2 separate regions of the Ovis aries genome follow, and region 1 is linked to region 2. Evidence: chromatin contacts called from public Hi-C data. All regions are on one chromosome and are shown on one strand. Each heading gives the region's core, a stretch centred on a gene start, on an enhancer-like site or on the middle of the called end of the contact. The rest is flanking DNA. Distances are from core to core; before and after follow the strand shown. Region 1 overlaps SMARCA4 (SWI/SNF related, matrix associated, actin dependent regulator of chromatin, subfamily a, member 4). Region 2 holds the start of LOC114114919 (GTPase HRas-like).

What was found. A called contact is a pair of places that touch in the nucleus more often than the background predicts.
Region 1: a Hi-C map of tail adipose tissue shows a contact between it and region 2, with 3 times the contacts expected there. The contact joins the enhancer-like site here to the promoter of LOC114114919 in region 2. A contact is called at or near these places in 6 of 16 Hi-C or Micro-C datasets (blood, hypothalamus, liver and 2 more).

The regions. Positions count from the first base shown.
Region 1 is chr5:13,300,969-13,304,319 of ARS-UI_Ramb_v3.0, reverse strand. The region is part of intron 16 of SMARCA4 (SWI/SNF related, matrix associated, actin dependent regulator of chromatin, subfamily a, member 4); the gene reads right to left. Among named protein-coding and RNA genes, the nearest start is that of SMARCA4, 46 kb to the right of the region's middle. Within about 2 kb of position 1,854, at least 4 of the 54 cell types and tissues checked have an H3K27ac peak or open chromatin away from gene starts, as enhancers often do. A contact at or near this core is called in tail adipose tissue, where this site is marked.
Region 2 is chr5:13,214,020-13,217,345 of ARS-UI_Ramb_v3.0, reverse strand. It overlaps LOC114114919 (GTPase HRas-like), which reads right to left and starts at 2,047. Exons shown (of 4, transcript XM_027970563.2): 1 at 1,786-2,047; 2 at 1,465-1,661; 3 at 1,304-1,362; 4 at 1,024-1,109. The coding sequence starts at 1,878. The coding sequence ends at 1,024. It overlaps LOC105609432, which reads left to right. Exons shown (of 4, transcript XM_042249962.1): 4 at 1-210.

The DNA of each region.
Region 1 (3,351 bases), core at 605-3,104, 87 kb before region 2:
TCCTCAGTGGTGCACTGATTAAGACTGCGCTTCCAGTGCAGAAGGGCACGGGTTCAATGTCCAGTCAGGGAACTAGATCCCACGGGGAGGCCAAAAACAAACACACAAGCAAAAAAGATGTGATCAGCCACAGGGGGAACCAGAGGAAGGTACCAGGAGCTCTGGGTACCATCTTTCCAACTTTTCTATAAAGCTGACGCTATTTAAGAGTAAACAAACCATCACAAGGCAACGGCGGGGACGTGCTGAAAGGACATAGTAGTCTTCCCTGGAAAATCCCATGGACAGAGGAACCTGGTAGGCTACAGTCCATGGGGTCGAAAAGAGTTGGACATGACTGAGCGACTTTACTTTCACTTTCTTTCTTCAGCAAAATCCTTAATGATACAGTCCATGAGCCTATGCTGCTATGAAGAACTAAACCATTAAACTATCACACGGGGGAGAAGAGACAGCTTTCCCTTGCAGTGGATTCCAAGACTGCGGAAGGAACACTGGAAAGAGAAAACCTTGCCTGGGCACTTTCCAGGGGATCATCATTTCAGGCGAGAGTTTCTGATAGATGTTGAAATTACAGAGAAGAGTATGATGAGAAATGGGATAGTCACAGAGTTTCTCAGTATCTTCCCATGGGATACTTATAAATCACAAAGGAAAACTTTTTTGTTTGCATGGGAAAACCAGCAGGCACCACAAAAGGAGAACAAACCGGGGAATTCCCTGGTGGTCCAGCGGTTATGACTCCATGCTTCCATTGCAGGGGCAAGGGTTTGAACCTTGGTCGGGGAACTAAGATCCCTCGTGCTGCACCATCCGGCCAAAAGATAAAAGGACAGACCAAAGTGACGCTCTCCTGTTGTGGAGCCCTGGACTTGTGGCCTCTGATGTGAAGCCTCAGGAAGGGCACAAGAGCCCCTCCTGAAGGTTCTTGCCAGAATTCCAGAAAGAAGGACACATCACATGAGCCCTAAGGAGGGATGGTCTACCAAATACCTGCCCGGGATTCAGGCTCACGAAGGTCAAGAAGAACAAAGCCGAGCTGGGCAGCTGTCACGGAGACATCACAACACACGACAACAAAAGGCAGGGGAGGGACCCTGGACCAGAAAAAGGTCTTCAACTGACAACATCTGAACCGTGTCTCCGGAGTCACTAACAGTTAGTGATGATTTACCACCGCGCTGTTACTAGCCTGGTGTTAAAACTGTCCTAAGGTGATGTGAGCTCTGGGAGGCCAGGTAGAAGGTGTGCAGGAACTTTTTAAGCTGCTTTTGCAGTTGTTTGTAAGTCTTAAAAAATTTTCAAAATGAAAATTAACAACTGGTATCTCACTGTAGTTTTTTTTTTTTCACTGTAGTTTTGACGTGCATTTCTCCAGCTATTAGAGATGCTGAACAGCTTGTCATGTGCTCAGCACCTTTGCTGTCTACCTGAAACCGTCACAACATTGCTAATCGGCTATACTCCCATACAAAATAAAGTTTAAAGAAACGTATGCCAAAAAAGAGACAAACCATGGGACCTCCCTGGCAGTCCAGTGGTTAGGACTCCATGCTCTCATTGCTGAGGGTACTGAGAAGCTCTATGACTATCTACTTTCTCATCTATGATCCCGAAAACAGCAAGGTGCAGCCAAGAAAAGACAAACCCAGTCTGTCGCATAGCACGCTAGACACAGAACTATTCTGGTGGAGATAAAGTCCCACCTAAACAGAAGGGAGGGGACAGGGGCCCTTGGAGAGCTGTGGACAGTACACAGGTGAGGGCCACGGGCACTGACAAGAAGATTTACACCACCATAAGCAAGAGAAAGCAAAGGGGGAAATCAACTTCTCCCAGTAAACTGTGGAGGCTCCTGAGGCCCCTCAGCCATGGGTGCATGGCGTCTGGAGGCCTGGCCATCTTCCAGGCAGGAAAGTATGTTCCCATGGGCTGGGGGATGAGGACATGGTTTCCCATTGCCCGCCTCGACAGCTGACGTGGCCCCTACTGCACACTGGGCCGAAGGCAAGGGCTTCCCCTTCTGAGCCAGGCCTGAGTGCACACACTCAGGCCTGGCCACATCAGAGCAGACCATCCCCTGGGCCCGCAGCTGGACTGCCGCCTAACATGTGACTGGAACCAGGTCAAGGACAGCCAGTCCCAGGACTTCTGGAAAAACCCTACAGGCAGAAGAACCATCGTGTGTCATATGCAGAGCTAGGAAGAGGCAGCCCCGGAGTAGCTAAGGAATCTCGGCCCCAGAAGCATGTCTGTGGGGAGGAAGAGGCTGGTACCACCAAGAGATTGCAAGTGAGCGCTTCCACAGGATGCCATTCAGGTACCAGACACCACAGCTGAGCATCTGTGGTGCCCGGACTGGGCTGGGATGCAACCGGTATAGCTCAGAGCCCTAGCAGGAAGCGGAAACAGCACCTGAACAAACACCAAAACTCCATGCTTTTAGCGGGGGGTTATCTGACTCCCGTGACAACCTGGAGCGGAACCTGCTGGTTGAAGGACTTGAAGAGGACACCAAAGACAGCCTATGAGAGTTGCCCCAACAGGGATTATATGGGCAGGCACCCCAGAACCTGCCCTTCCTCTACCCCTGTGCCTTGAACCCAGAAACAGGCAGCTGTGCGCTGGGTGGGTCCCCCTAGAATTCACATGCAGACATCTTCATACCCAGAGCCCAACTATGTTTGGAAATAGGATCTTTAAAGAAGTCATGAAGGGACTTCCCTGTGGTCCAGTGGTTAAGAATTCACCTTTTGAGGCAGGGAATGTGGGTTTGATCCCTGGTAGGGGAACTAAGATCCCATATGCTGCAGGGCAACTAAGCCCGTGCTCCACAACTACTGAGCCAGCCACAACTACAACCCGATGCAGGGCTTCCCTGTTGGGTCAGCGGCAAGGAGTCCGTCAGCCAATGCAGGAGACACAGGTTCAATCCTTGATCCAGGAGAATCCCACACGCCGCGGAACAGCTAGACCTGTGCGCCACAGCTATTAAGCCTGTGCTCTAGCGCCTGGGAGCACTAGAGAGAAGCCCGTGTGCCCCAACTACTGGGGGTGTGAACCACAGCAAAAAGCCCGCACGCTGCAACAAAGATCCTGCGTGCCACAACTAAGACCTCACTCAGCCAAGTAAATAAATATTAGAAAACAAAAAAAAAGGTAATGAATAAAAATGAGGTCCTTAGGGTGAGCGCTAATCCAAGACTATATGACTTCCTTATAAGAACAGGAAATGAGGGTGCAGACACACAGAGGGAAGGCGAAGTAAAGACATGGGGAGAAGGCCCTGTCTGCAAGGTTAGGAGAGAGGCCTCGGGGAAACCAGGCCTGCAGACACCCTGGACCCAAACT
Region 2 (3,326 bases), core at 798-3,297:
TTTGGGCAGACGCAACACACTGTGTCCAAGTCAGTGACTGCCTTTTGGGGCCCCTAAATCTCAGCAAATACAGCCCCACCTGGGGTCCAACGGGGTTCCCTGCCCCCCCAGCCATTCGCTATGAAGGTCTCCCTCCAGGGGACGGGCAGACTTTGGTTTCAGTTTCCCCCCTTGCTGGTTAAAGGTTAATACATTTTCGTGCATTAAGTACTAGACTGGCTGGTTCTTGTGGCACCCAGACGTCTCCGAAGGATGCTCTCAGGGCCCCCAGAGGCAAAGGGGGCACCAGCTGGACAAAACTGAGGTTCCCAGCTGCCTTGTGGGAGGCTACAGGCACTGCAGACTCTGAGCTTCAGCCAAACCCCAGGATCAAGACCATCGGATGATTGACTGCCACTCAGCCTGTGCCCGGTGGGCCAGGGCTGGGCTCCAGGAGAGCAACAGCTGGCGGGCAGGGAGCATCAGTTCAGTCACTCTGTCCACCAACCTGGGCTGGCCAGGCTCCAGTGGCACTTCCTTTCTTCCCTGCCTCCTCCTCCCCACACCCACCTCACACACCCCCTCCCACATCACACTGGACACCTCCGTGCCCCCTCCACACCTGTCAGGAGCAGCACCTGAGCTCAGGCAGCCTAGGGCCCCCTCCTCGGGTGGCGTGCTGCCGGATCTCACGCACCAGTGGAAGAGGGCACCGGCTCAAGGGGAACACTGTCTCCGCCTCAAGCAGAATCCCAGATCCTTCCCCATTCACCCCACAAATGGGGAGCTGGGTCCTGCTTGTATCGGGCTCCAGGGGCACCCTACTGGAATACATGTCCTCAGCAGCCCTCCCACTGCCCACTGTGGGGTCAGAGCTGACCGGGACCTTGGGGCACTCTGCGGGCACATGGGCCAGGGCCAAAGGGTCACCGCTCCTGCTTGGCTCAGGGCAGCTCTCTCTGGGGACCTCCACCTCCCCTGGGAGCTGTGCCAGCCCAGACCAAGGTCCTGGACTCCCTCGCTGCCCCTGCCTCCTGGGGAGACTCACAGCTTGAGGGGCTGCTGGTTCACGGGAATCGCAGTGGGTTCCAGGGGTTCCCTTAGCTGGAGCCAGAGGTCGAGCAGCTGCCCTGGATGGAGGGAGAAGGGGCCCTGAGTGCTGTTCCCAGGTAGTGGGGGTGGCACAGGGCCCTGGCTGGATGGGGGGCAGGGAGGGGGGCTTCCACCTGGTGCATCTGGGCCAACACATCACTGCAGGGAACACTGCAGTTTTGGGTGAGGTTCTGGCCTGCTGAGACTCCATGGAACCATGACCAGGTCACACTTGTTCCCACCAGCACCACAGGTATGCCATCTGAGGCCTTCACCCACTTGATCTGCTCCCTACAAGGGGGAAGGCGTGATCCAGTGGGCAGCCTGTGGGCTGGGCTGCACTTGGGGCCACAGAGAGGACAGGAAGCCCCTGAAGGCCAGTGGTCAGCTCGCCAGGGCTGGTGGATGCCCTTGAAGGACTCAGTATCGCTGATGCAAGCACCCAGGGGAAAGCCCTCCCTGGTGCTCATGTACTGGTCTCCATGACGCTGACTCTCCTGGCCTGCTGTGTCCAGTAGGCAGGTCTCCCCATCAGTGACCACTTGCTTCCAGTAGGAGCTTAGAGGCAGCCAGCCTTCGTAGGAGGGGACCTTCCCTCGCTCCTCTTGTGCCCCCAGGACCTAGACAAGGGGACCCCTCCTGCAGAGCGAGTGGAGGACAAGCCCCTGTCAGGAGCCAGGCTGTGGACAAAAGTCGGCTCACCTGCATGGCGGCATTGTCGTCCACAGGGTGGTTCTCGATGAGCTGGATGGTCAGGGCGCTCTTCCTCACCATGGCGCCCACCACCACGAGCTTATCCCCCGTCATCACTCCTCAAGGGGCCCCAACACCAGGCACTGCAGGGGCTTCCTGTCCCACTGACCGAGGAAACCCTACTCGCACGCCCGCTGAGCTCCTGGGGCAGGCTGCTCGGCCCAGGCCTGTCTTCTGAACCAGGCATAGCAGCAAGAATGGCGGCCCAGGGGCTTCCCTGGTGGTCTAGTGGTTAAGAATCTGCCTTGCAACGCAGGGGACAAGGGTTTGCTCTGGAGAAACTAAGCCCCACGCCACAACTACTGAGCCGATAAGCCTCGAGGGAAGATCCAACATAATGCGATGAAGACGCAACATGCTGCAGCTGAGACTCAGCGCAGCCAAAGAAATAAATACGTTGAGGCAGTCTGAGCATGGGTTGGAAAAGTTTCCAGGTGCAGAGCATTTCATAAGGGAGGGTGTTGATTAAGAACCAAGAGCAGAGCTGAAGAGGGCGCAGCAGGCCAAACTCCTGACAGAGCAGGGAGACTCAAGAGTTTTCATGCATTAACAGCCAATTTTTATAGCCTCAGGACAAAATTGCTATGGAAGGTTGGCATTAGGTGATTGGTTGGGGCACTGTAGGGTGTTTATTAGAGTGGGCCTCTTTGTCTAACTGGGAGTCAGGAAGCTTGTTCGTGATGATCAGGGGGCTTTTGGCAAGGGTTACAAAGGGGCTCAGTTAGTTTCGGAGGTGACCTTGGTTCTGGGCTCCGCTTCTGTGGCCTAGGGGCAGAACTCAACAAAATATTTTTTAACAAAATGAGGGGAAAAAATGAATGGTGACCCAGCCGCTCACCTGCAGCACCTCCAGCCCAGAGGTGTGAGGGGAGTCCTACCTCCAGCTACACTTAATGAGAAGAGCCAGCCCCTCAAAGGCAGGGCTGACAGTTGAGAACATTCCCCCAAGCATGCACTTGAATTAGAAGCTACTGGGGAGGCAAAGAACTGAAACTGGAGGCACTGTGGACCCAAGGTTATCAGCACCCTCTGGAGAACAGACCTTGCCACAGTGGCAGGCACAGCAGTGTGTCTGGACAGGATTGACAGCCGACAACCGGCTCCAGGCCCCCCCTCCCCCGCTCCCACCCCTGGGCACGTTGGTGCATTTGGAAAGTGTTCACTGAGCACCTACTGGTGCCAGGGGTTTTTCCAGGCACAGGGTGACGGTCAGACAGAACCCCTGCCTTGGCAGACTTGGGCTAGCTCCAAGGAAAACAATCCACGTAAAAGAAAATAAAGGGAAACCTGTGAGGCCCCATTGCCAGAAGAACTTTGGAGAACGTGAGGCAGGTGAGGAGGTAGACAGGTGGGGGCCAGGGCTCCAGGAAGCAGAAACTTATCACAGGAAAAGACCCAAAGGAGGTGTGGGAGCCAGGGCAGAGAAGAGAAAGAAAAGGCCCCTATCTGGGGTGTCCCCAGTTTTTGGTGCTTAAAGAAGCGATGCCCTCGTGGGGACAGTG